Regions from separate parts of the Mus musculus genome. Here all the other regions are linked to region 3. The links are chromatin contacts, called in public Hi-C maps. All regions are on one chromosome and are shown on one strand. The core of a region is the stretch at or near the end of the contact, and the rest is flanking DNA. Distances in the headings are between cores, read along the strand shown. Region 1 has its middle 14 kb from the start of Gm39283. Region 2 overlaps Pcnx2 (pecanex homolog 2). Region 3 has its middle 26 kb from the start of Gm30713.

Evidence for each region. A called contact is a pair of places that touch in the nucleus more often than the background predicts.
Region 1: a contact with region 3 is called in a Hi-C map of bone marrow-derived macrophages, with 4 times the contacts expected there. The contact joins two enhancer-like sites. A contact is called at or near these places in 2 of 484 Hi-C or Micro-C datasets (bone marrow-derived macrophages and uterus), 1 of 115 datasets of contacts at active chromatin or transcription factors (embryonic stem cells) and 1 of 9 other capture datasets (embryonic stem cells).
Region 2: a contact with region 3 is called in a Hi-C map of bone marrow-derived macrophages, with 19 read pairs. The contact joins two enhancer-like sites. A contact is called at or near these places in 4 of 484 Hi-C or Micro-C datasets (Sertoli cells, bone marrow-derived macrophages, nephron progenitors and 1 more), 3 of 115 datasets of contacts at active chromatin or transcription factors (embryonic basal ganglia, embryonic stem cells and extraembryonic endoderm stem cells) and 1 of 9 other capture datasets (embryonic stem cells).

Annotation. Positions count from the first base shown.
Region 1 is chr8:125,698,158-125,701,058 of GRCm38.p6, reverse strand. No RefSeq gene overlaps it. Among named protein-coding and RNA genes, the nearest start is that of Gm39283, 14 kb to the right of the region's middle. Within about 2 kb of position 1,553, at least 15 of the 459 cell types and tissues checked have an H3K27ac peak or open chromatin away from gene starts, as enhancers often do. A contact at or near this core is called in bone marrow-derived macrophages, where this site is marked.
Region 2 is chr8:125,869,441-125,872,269 of GRCm38.p6, reverse strand. The region is part of intron 8 of Pcnx2 (pecanex homolog 2); the gene reads left to right. Among named protein-coding and RNA genes, the nearest start is that of Gm46061, 19 kb to the right of the region's middle. Within about 2 kb of position 1,264, at least 67 of the 459 cell types and tissues checked have an H3K27ac peak or open chromatin away from gene starts, as enhancers often do. A contact at or near this core is called in bone marrow-derived macrophages, where this site is marked.
Region 3 is chr8:125,358,435-125,361,272 of GRCm38.p6, reverse strand. No RefSeq gene overlaps it. Among named protein-coding and RNA genes, the nearest start is that of Gm30713, 26 kb to the left of the region's middle. Within about 2 kb of position 1,507, at least 1 of the 459 cell types and tissues checked has an H3K27ac peak or open chromatin away from gene starts, as enhancers often do. A contact at or near this core is called in bone marrow-derived macrophages, where this site is marked.

The DNA.
Region 1 (2,901 bases), core at 304-2,803, 340 kb before region 3:
AGGAAGCAGGGACAGCAGGGGAGGGTGGGGGAGAGAAGAGCTTCATCTATGAATCTACCTTTCCTTCGCCTGCTGCTAAACCTTTTTGGGGAAAGATTCTAAATGTCTACAAGTCTTGCTAATGGCCTTATTTATGAGCCACACTGAGCACGCTCAGTACTCCCTTCGGCCATCTTTGTCTTACAAACTAAACATACCCAGACACTTCCGGCTGGTTAGCTTTCCTTCTTGAACTGAGGGTGCTCAGGAAGGTTCAGAGGACATTCTGCAAGCTCTGGAGTGTGCCCATCTCTAGAGTGCTTTTCCATATGAATAGTGTACGTACTCTCTATTCAGTGAGACTTCTCAGCTCAGGGACAGCCTTATTTAGGAAACGACTCCCATGCTTTCTCTCTTCTGCTGCCCTCAACGACCCCTTTTCCACGGACTTACATCTTGGCTGTATTTCTTTTGGTCTGTACTCTGCCTGAGGCAAGTCCTCTGAGTTGGGTGTGTGTGTCTGCTTATGCAGAGTGGTGAGTTGGGTGTGTGTGTCTGCTTATGCAGAGTGGCTGAGGGAGTCAACCCTAGTGACCCTTTCTCCTTTCTCTGTCCTTGCGGTCGGTCGTAGGCTCTTCCCAAGAGGAAAGACAACCACACTTACTTTAATCATTGATATAGTCCTGGCATTCCACATGAGGCCTGGAGCAGACTCTACACTCAATAAATATTTATAAATAATAGTGAATAGTTTCAGAATTACTAAAGTATTCTAACACAGTCAACTATTTTAAAGAAGGAATAGTCTTTCTTCATTGTTGTCTTTAGGTCTTTTATTTAGAAAATACTTGGGGCCTTTTAAAGCTCTCCATCTCATTGTTAAATTGATTCAGAGACCTAGGGAAGTGAGCCAAATCTATATTGATCAAGATATTATAGATAAAGTCAACAATTCTTAAAATCACATTTCCTGACGACAGAGCCTAAGAAATTTCCTCATAGAACTGACAGCTCTTCATGACAAAGGCAGAGTCCACATTGTTAGCAGGAATCATCCCTGCTTGTTGGTGTGTAAGCTGCTGGGCAGACAATGGGGGAAACTATTCAATGACATGGACACAAATAAATCAGCTGTTTATCCTACACTCAACGTGAGCCAAACCCGGGACTGAGCTGTGGGGATGAGGAGGAGCTGTGGGAATGTGTGACCTTAGAGAACATAAGATGACCACTGAAAGACCTTGCTAGAATAGCATGCTGGGGACTTCCGCTAGAAGGTTGTGACTAACACTCCCTTCCTGCAATGACAAAACAAGCTTTGCAAGAAAGCTCCTACTTTAAGGTAGGTGCAGATAATGACCAAGAATGTTTCAGTTCCCCCTTCTGGTGACTAAGACCTCACCTCACCCATGGCCATTAATATTGCTTAAGGAAGGTCACGAAACAATTGCCAATCCGGAAGGGAGAGGCTAATTACCATTTCTAAAGGGGGGAAATCAAAAAGTCTGCCCTGGCCAACAATGGGCTTAAACCAACTCTTATTGTTATCAAGTCCTACCCTTAAACTATATAAAAAGTGTGTGCTTAGGAGATTGGGGTTGACTCTGCCCAGATTGCAGGACAGTGTGGCATGCCAGATCAATAAATCTCTTGCTTAGTGCATTGATCTCCGTCTCTGTGTTTCTGTGAGTGGGACATCCAGGACATAAGGCTCTTCAGGTCTTACAGAGCCACGGTTGCAGTTCTCCAAACCAGGAAAACCATGCAGCCTCCCAAGTTCAGAAGAGAGAAACTGTTGTATTAGCATCTTATCTAAGTCCAATAAAATCAGAGAGTCAGACTGGATGGAGACCATTGTCCCTCATCACTGATCTTTCCACTGCCTGCTTCAAATGTGTGGCCCATGGAGCTCTGAAGAGAGTCTAAAGAAAGGGTAAACACCCCACTACAAACCCGACTTTTAATGTTATTATTTGAATTTTATGTGCCTTTATCTGTCTACATGTACATCTATGCACCACATGTGTGCCTACTGACCAAGAAAGCCAGGGCAAGGCGGTGAAATCTCTGGAGTTGCAGATAGTTGTGAATCACTTTGTGGTGCTGGGAACCCAGCCCAGGTCCTCTGCAAGAGCAATAAGCACCCTTAGCCTCTGAGCCAGCTCTCCAGCCCCACTCACTGTTTTGAGTTAGTCATTTCTCTTGAACAAATATTCAGGCTGTTACTTTTATTCTAGACTTCGGGGGATGGGGGATGGCATTTCCCTGTTTGGAAAGTAACTTTTATTCACCTTTTTAAATTGTCATTTCAGGGGCTTACTGCCTCTGCTAACTTAGGCCTAGACCTGGAAGCTTTTAGCCTTCATACAATCTTATCTAGGCCCAGAATGCTTTCAACTTCTGAGACTTAATGCTGAATAAGCTCACCCCTTCTAGTTCTTTCTGAACACTGTCTGACTGGTTCAACTCCACTATTCTGGCTCAAACTCCTTGACAAGGTGAGAGATTCAATCTGGCTTCTCTCTTGGCCTCTGACTTTTTGCTCTGCTTGGCCTCAAACTAACTCTGGCAATCTGTTCTAATCTTCTGGCTCCTTCTCATTCTCTAGCTCATTTTGTCTTCACCTGTGTACAGCTTGTTCTCTCTCTGCAATCTGTCTCTCTATAACTGTCCAGGTAAAACTCTTCAAGTAGCTTCCCCCTCCCCCCTCTTGTGAGAGTTGGGATTAGTCTATTTTGTCAAATCTTTCTCTGGTTCATCATTTTGTCTGCCACTCAATTAGATGTCACTTTCAAACATGGGTGCTTCCATCTACAAACTAACTTTACCTTCTTTGTTTGGGATTAAAGATATACAATAAGGGCTGAGTTACACTAAAACTAGAAACAGTTTTTTTTTTTTCAATAAATCACACAATCTTGG
Region 2 (2,829 bases), core at 15-2,514, 510 kb before region 3:
TCTCCTAGCAGGCCAGGCTGGTGATGAGCCCCAGGAACACACGCCTGTCTCTGTCTCCTGAGTGTTGGGATTACAAGCTCACCTCAACAAACTTCACTGTGTGGGTTCTGGGATCAGAACCCGGGTCCCCAAACTTGCAGGGCAGGCACTTCATCGGCTGAGCCTTTGCTTGGTTTTTGCTTGGTTTTGTTTGGTTTTTGAGACATGCAGCCCAGGATGGTCTTGAACTTTGATTCTCCCTGCCTCTGTTTCCAGTTTCTGGGCTGACTGCCATGCACCACTAAGCTAGAGTGAGAGCTTCTGCTCTTCGTCCCATGAAAATTTGTCTACAAATGTTCTCCTTTGACAGACCCAAACCTTGAAGTTAACACTGCTCCCACATCACCTCTCATGGGCCATCCACCTTGTATTTCCTTTTTTGAGACCTGAGCCTCACCAAGTAGGCTGGGCTTCCCGGCCAGTGTGTGCCACCGATCCACCTCCCTCTGCCTCCTGAGTGCTGACACACCACTCCTGACTTTTGTATGTGGGTTCTGGGCCTCACACTCAGGGTCTTGTGTGTGTGTGGCAAGCGCTGTATCGACTGAGCCGTCTCCTCAGACCGTAGCTGCACCTGGCTTCCGAAGATGGGAAGCAGACAGAGACATTCCAGAAATAATCACCCGTTTTTTTGTTTTTGTTTTTGTTTTTGTTTTTTTGTTTTTGTTTTTTGTTTTTTTTTTGTTTTTTGTTTTTTGTTTTTTTTTTTTTTGTTTTGTTTTTTTTGCTTTATTCCAAGGAAGTGAAGACCTTGAGTTTGGAAAGACAGGGGTGGGGACAGCTGTGGTGAGACTGATGGGTGCTCAGAACAGGGAGATGTGGGGCTCCTCAGTGAACCCCACCAGCTGCCCTTTTGACAGCTCTCTTTGAGGATATTTATCCTCAAGCAAAGAGCGGTGTCACTGTTGGTTTGAAGATAAGTGTTTGCTGCATCAGGGTTAGAGACTTGGAAATTCTTGCCGGCTTTGATCACACAGAGGGGGGTGGGGGTGGGGGGATGGTCCCGGAGCAGGCCTTCCTGTGGTTTCTCCCACACCCTCTCTGAGGTGTGGTTTCTCAGTCTTTGTTGATCTCTCCTCGTCCTGGACTGGTCCTCATCCCGGGGTCTCACTCAGACACGTGGTTAAGAGGTGCTATTTCTCTCCAGGCCCCAGAGTTCCAGGAATAAAATTCCAAGCGGAAGCTGAGGCTTTGTGGCTGCACACACCCCCGGCTGCCACATGAGGGCACTCTCCATCCACTTGATTTCCCTCTGCAGCCTCTCAGAGGCTTCCCTTTATTTGTGCTGTCTTATGAAAGGGGAGTTGATCCCACATCAAAGCCCTCTCCCTGTTAGAAACCTCCCTCCCATCCCCCATCAGGCTGATGTCCTTTAGTGTCCTCTACAGCCAGTGAGCCTGTTACACTAACTTCTGTCCTAAGGCATCCCTCCCCACCCCCTTCCCACCCATCCCACAGTTGAGTCGGGAGCCTTGGGAAGGACAGGCAGAAAAGATAAGGTCTCCAGGGGGGCAGAAAACACTTGTTTTACAATCTGGTGAGGATAAGGAATTTCCGGCGATACTTTCTCTGTCACTGGGAGAAAGCAGCACTGGCCTTGGATTGTTCTTGCAGCTTCCCCAGATGGGTAGGACAACGTTAGGAACACAGGGACTCTAACCACTTTCCGTTTACCCCAGACCCAGCCCTGTCCCACCCAGCCCAGCAGAGATGCCAATTTGGAACAGAGCCTCATACTGTGTAACCCAGATTAGCCTCAGACTTCCAGCTATCCCCCTGCCTTAGTCACCCAAATGCTGGAATTCCAGGTTGGAGCCACCAGGGCCCAGCTCAGCTTCAGCCTCTTTGTTCCCTTCCGGGGCTGGTTCGTTCTTGTCACCCCTACACCACCAACCTCCCCCCTCATGTTTCTCTGAGTGCTCCAGCCTCTGCTTTGACCCTGAGGAGAACTAGTTGACCTGAGACCAACCCAGCCTCAGGCTGATGGAGACCTGGTGGTGTCACTGAGAAGGTCATTCCAGAGAGTGGGCTCTCTCCATCCCTCAGATGTTTCAGAGGAGGTGGGAACGTCCCTTGACATCCCTAATAAACAGTCCTGGAATAAATGTTTATTAATGCAGCAGAGAGCACTGGTCTCATGATCCTTTAATGCTGTAGCCGCCACAGCCTAGAGGAAGAGGATAGGCCCTGGAGGAGCAGCTCCATTTGAGGTACAGTCTTGCTAATCACAGGCTTGTCCCTCCAGGCTGCCCAGGAGCCAGCAGAGGTGACAGTGTGTGCTTGTGATAAGGGCCCAGCCACATCTAGTGAAAATAGTTCCTTGAGAGGGAAGCTGATCTGTTGTTTGAGTCTTTGTTAGATAATGATGAATGAATGCTGGACCTTCTTCACCATTGCAGTCGGAGCCAAGGCATTATCTATGGGAAGGCTGGCAGCCATCTTGCTACCTAACAGGGAGACTCAGGCCAAGTTCCTCATCAAGACGCAACAGCGAGACCAGAACCTCTTACTTACTTGTGCCTGACGTAGAGGCTCCATCAGGACGTTCTGTTCAGTCCGTTCTAGTTCCTACACCCCTAGGAAGGAAACGCCTGTCTCTCTCTCTCTCGGGCATAGAACCAAGGTGGCCAAGCCATGTGCTTTAAGCCGAGGCAGTCAGCAGTACAGCACTGGTTTGGATCCATTCCTGTTTATGACATAGTATTTTGCAATTAGAAGCATGCTTGCTAATGTGCAGGAACCGAGCCCAGAAGTAGTCCCTCCTTAGAGTACCACATCTTGGCAGGAAGC
Region 3 (2,838 bases), core at 258-2,757:
GAAGAAGTTGCTCAACAAGCTCGGTGTGCTAGGGTCCTGTATCCATATCTAGAGTCACCTGACAGTTGTCAGTGCTTAAATATGAGCTTCAGGGAGTATTACTCCTGCCCAAGTGCCCAGCTAGCACAGCCTCTTTGTTCAACTTCCTCTCAGCTCTGTGCAACCTCCAGCAAGCCCACAGTGGACATTGGCAATATAGGGACAATGATTGCTGTGGACAGCGACATCTTTGCTGCTGGTGTTCCCAGACTGGCTCTCTCTAGCTTGACATTGGCCATTGGTGTCCCATGTTGTAAGTGGCTACTGTATAACTACTGGAACATTCCAGAGAGAGAAATCGTAATGTAAAAGATTGTTTCTGTTTCTAAGTAAACAGAAACATAGGTGCTAAACCTGACAATACTTAAGAAAGGTCTAGAAGCATCCAGGTGCCTTCACTTTGTATAATTATTTTCCATTTAGTAGGTGGTAAGTGGGAAAGCTGGCCTTGATCCTTTATAGATGGATAAGTTCGTAAGCCAGGCCAGATGGAGCTATGCATATGCTGACCCACCTATGCTAAGAGACTCTGACCTCCTAGAACAAGCTGCTCCATTTGTACGCCCTGCTGTGTGCCTTTCCCACCTCGCTGGCCCAGCATGGTGCCTCAGACCAAAGCCTTGAAATGGGCACCATCTGACTCAGGACTGTGGTCTCAACCATTCACACCACAGAGTTATTGATTGGCATGGTTACATAAGTGAAAGTTGTCTTGAAGCTGCCAAGCACCAGAGGTGGCTTCTTCTCAGGTCTGTGTTATGCTCTGCTATTACATAAACATGTGTCTCTCCAGCAGAGGCGCTTTATATAGTTTGCATTAATTACCCTTTCCTTACTTGTAAATGTAGCCTTGGTTCACCAGATGTGATTGTTGTCTCCTGGCTTACTGCTGAATAATCTCACCCTTTCCAGTTCGTTGTAAACTTTGGCTGGCTGGTTCAACTCAGCTGTTGTGGCTCAAGCTCTTTCCACGCTGACTGATTCAAGCTGGCTTCTCTCACCTTCTGATTGGATTGCTCTCCTTGGTCTCAAACTAACTCTGGCAATCTGTTCTAATCTTCTGCCTCCTTCTTATTCTCGGGCTTATTCTGTGTTCACTTGCCACCAGTCTCTGTAAAACTATCCCAGTAAAACTGTCTCCTGCCTCTTTCTCTCTGCACTGTTCTCTTAAGCAGTCTCTCCTTCCTCTGCTGTTCTAGGGAGAGTTAGGCATAACCTATCTCCAACTCATTCTGTTAAATCTTACTCTGGTTTGTCACTTTGTCTGCCCCTCAATTAGACAGCACTTTCAAACATGGATGCTTCCTTCCACAAACCATCTTCACCTTCATTGTTTGGGATTAAAGGTGTATACTAACGGCAGCCAGATCACACAGACCTACCCACTAGGTCTTTGGATGTGATCCCTTGCCAGGACAGCCCTGTTGCTGCAGGCCAGCTGGTCTGGTCATCTGTAGTCCCTCAGCTTCTGCTTCCTGACCCATAAGCAGGATTCAAACCCTACTTCCCATTCCCATCCTATCCCCCAGAAAGAAGAAGTGTTAAAGAAATTATCCTTTCACGTGCCTGGTTCTGTCAGCTTGGCTGAAAGCCCAGGGCTCTTAGGAAGAACCTACTGGTATTGTCTTTGCTAAATGGCATGCTGTCAAACTGCCTTCTAAATATTTATTCTTGCACCTGTAGGTTAGTTCTGGCTTCAACCTTGGCCAGAGAACTTTTCTTCTCTGCAGCAATTGGCAGTTAATGCAAACTCATAACTGGTCAAATGCCGAGAACAAATGCCTGTGTCTCAGTTCTAAGTAGCGTGTCTCTGCCATGTCCCACCCCATGCTCCACACAGTACCCCCAAGGCTTGGGAAACATTGAAAAAGAGGGGGAGATGAATATAAGGTCAGGCGGGTGGGGAAGAGCATTGTGGGAATGGTGTGTTCTAGACAGGAAATGGCTGTTGTACTCGTGAGCTCACCGTAGCAATGGCCACTTGCATAAGGTCAAGGCAACAAGATCAGCCAAGAATTTGGACTTGAAAGAAAGAAAGGGAGGGAGAATGGAGAGGAGAGGAGAGGAGAGGAGAGGAGAGGAGAGAGAGAGAGAGAGAGAGAGAGAGAGAGAGAAAGAGAGAGGAGAAAACACAAATATGGGAATGGGGGTATCGCTTGAAGTGATGTGTATGATCAAGACACATTGTTTATACAAATGAAATTATCAAAGACTAAATAAAAGATAATTTTATTTTAAAAAGAGAGAGAGAGAGAAGTTCATGAGATGGAGCCATGGAGATGTGTAACTCTTCTTTGTTGCATTCTGCAGTGCGTCGAAACCAGAATGTCACAGCAAGACCCTAGGGTTACAAAGGAGAGGGCTACCATGGTATCCTAAATGTCTTCCTGTTAGAAAACCCAGGACTTCCAGGTAACCAAGGCAACCAGACCCTAAGCAGATAGATAGGTCCACTCCCGGGAACATCTAGCCCTCTGGCTTTTAGCCTGCAAACCTAAGTTGCCTATGTTCCTTCTCCCAGTTAAGCCTGTTCTTTGTGGCATGGGATCACCCTCGCCCTCGGTAAACTTTAAGAATGGCCACCTCACTGTCTGGCAGGACTGAAGTCTCTCTCGCCTTTGGATCCCCATTGTCTACAGCAATTGTCCCCATGAAGCTCTCTCCTGAAGGAACATTCATCCCATCCCTGTCCTAGAATTTGCCACCTATTGTCCCTGTCCTCAGTTAAATATAAGGGCCTCCCTGAGGAACACTGAGCAGACATGCACAGGAATATAGGAGTGCTCCTATTTCCCCATG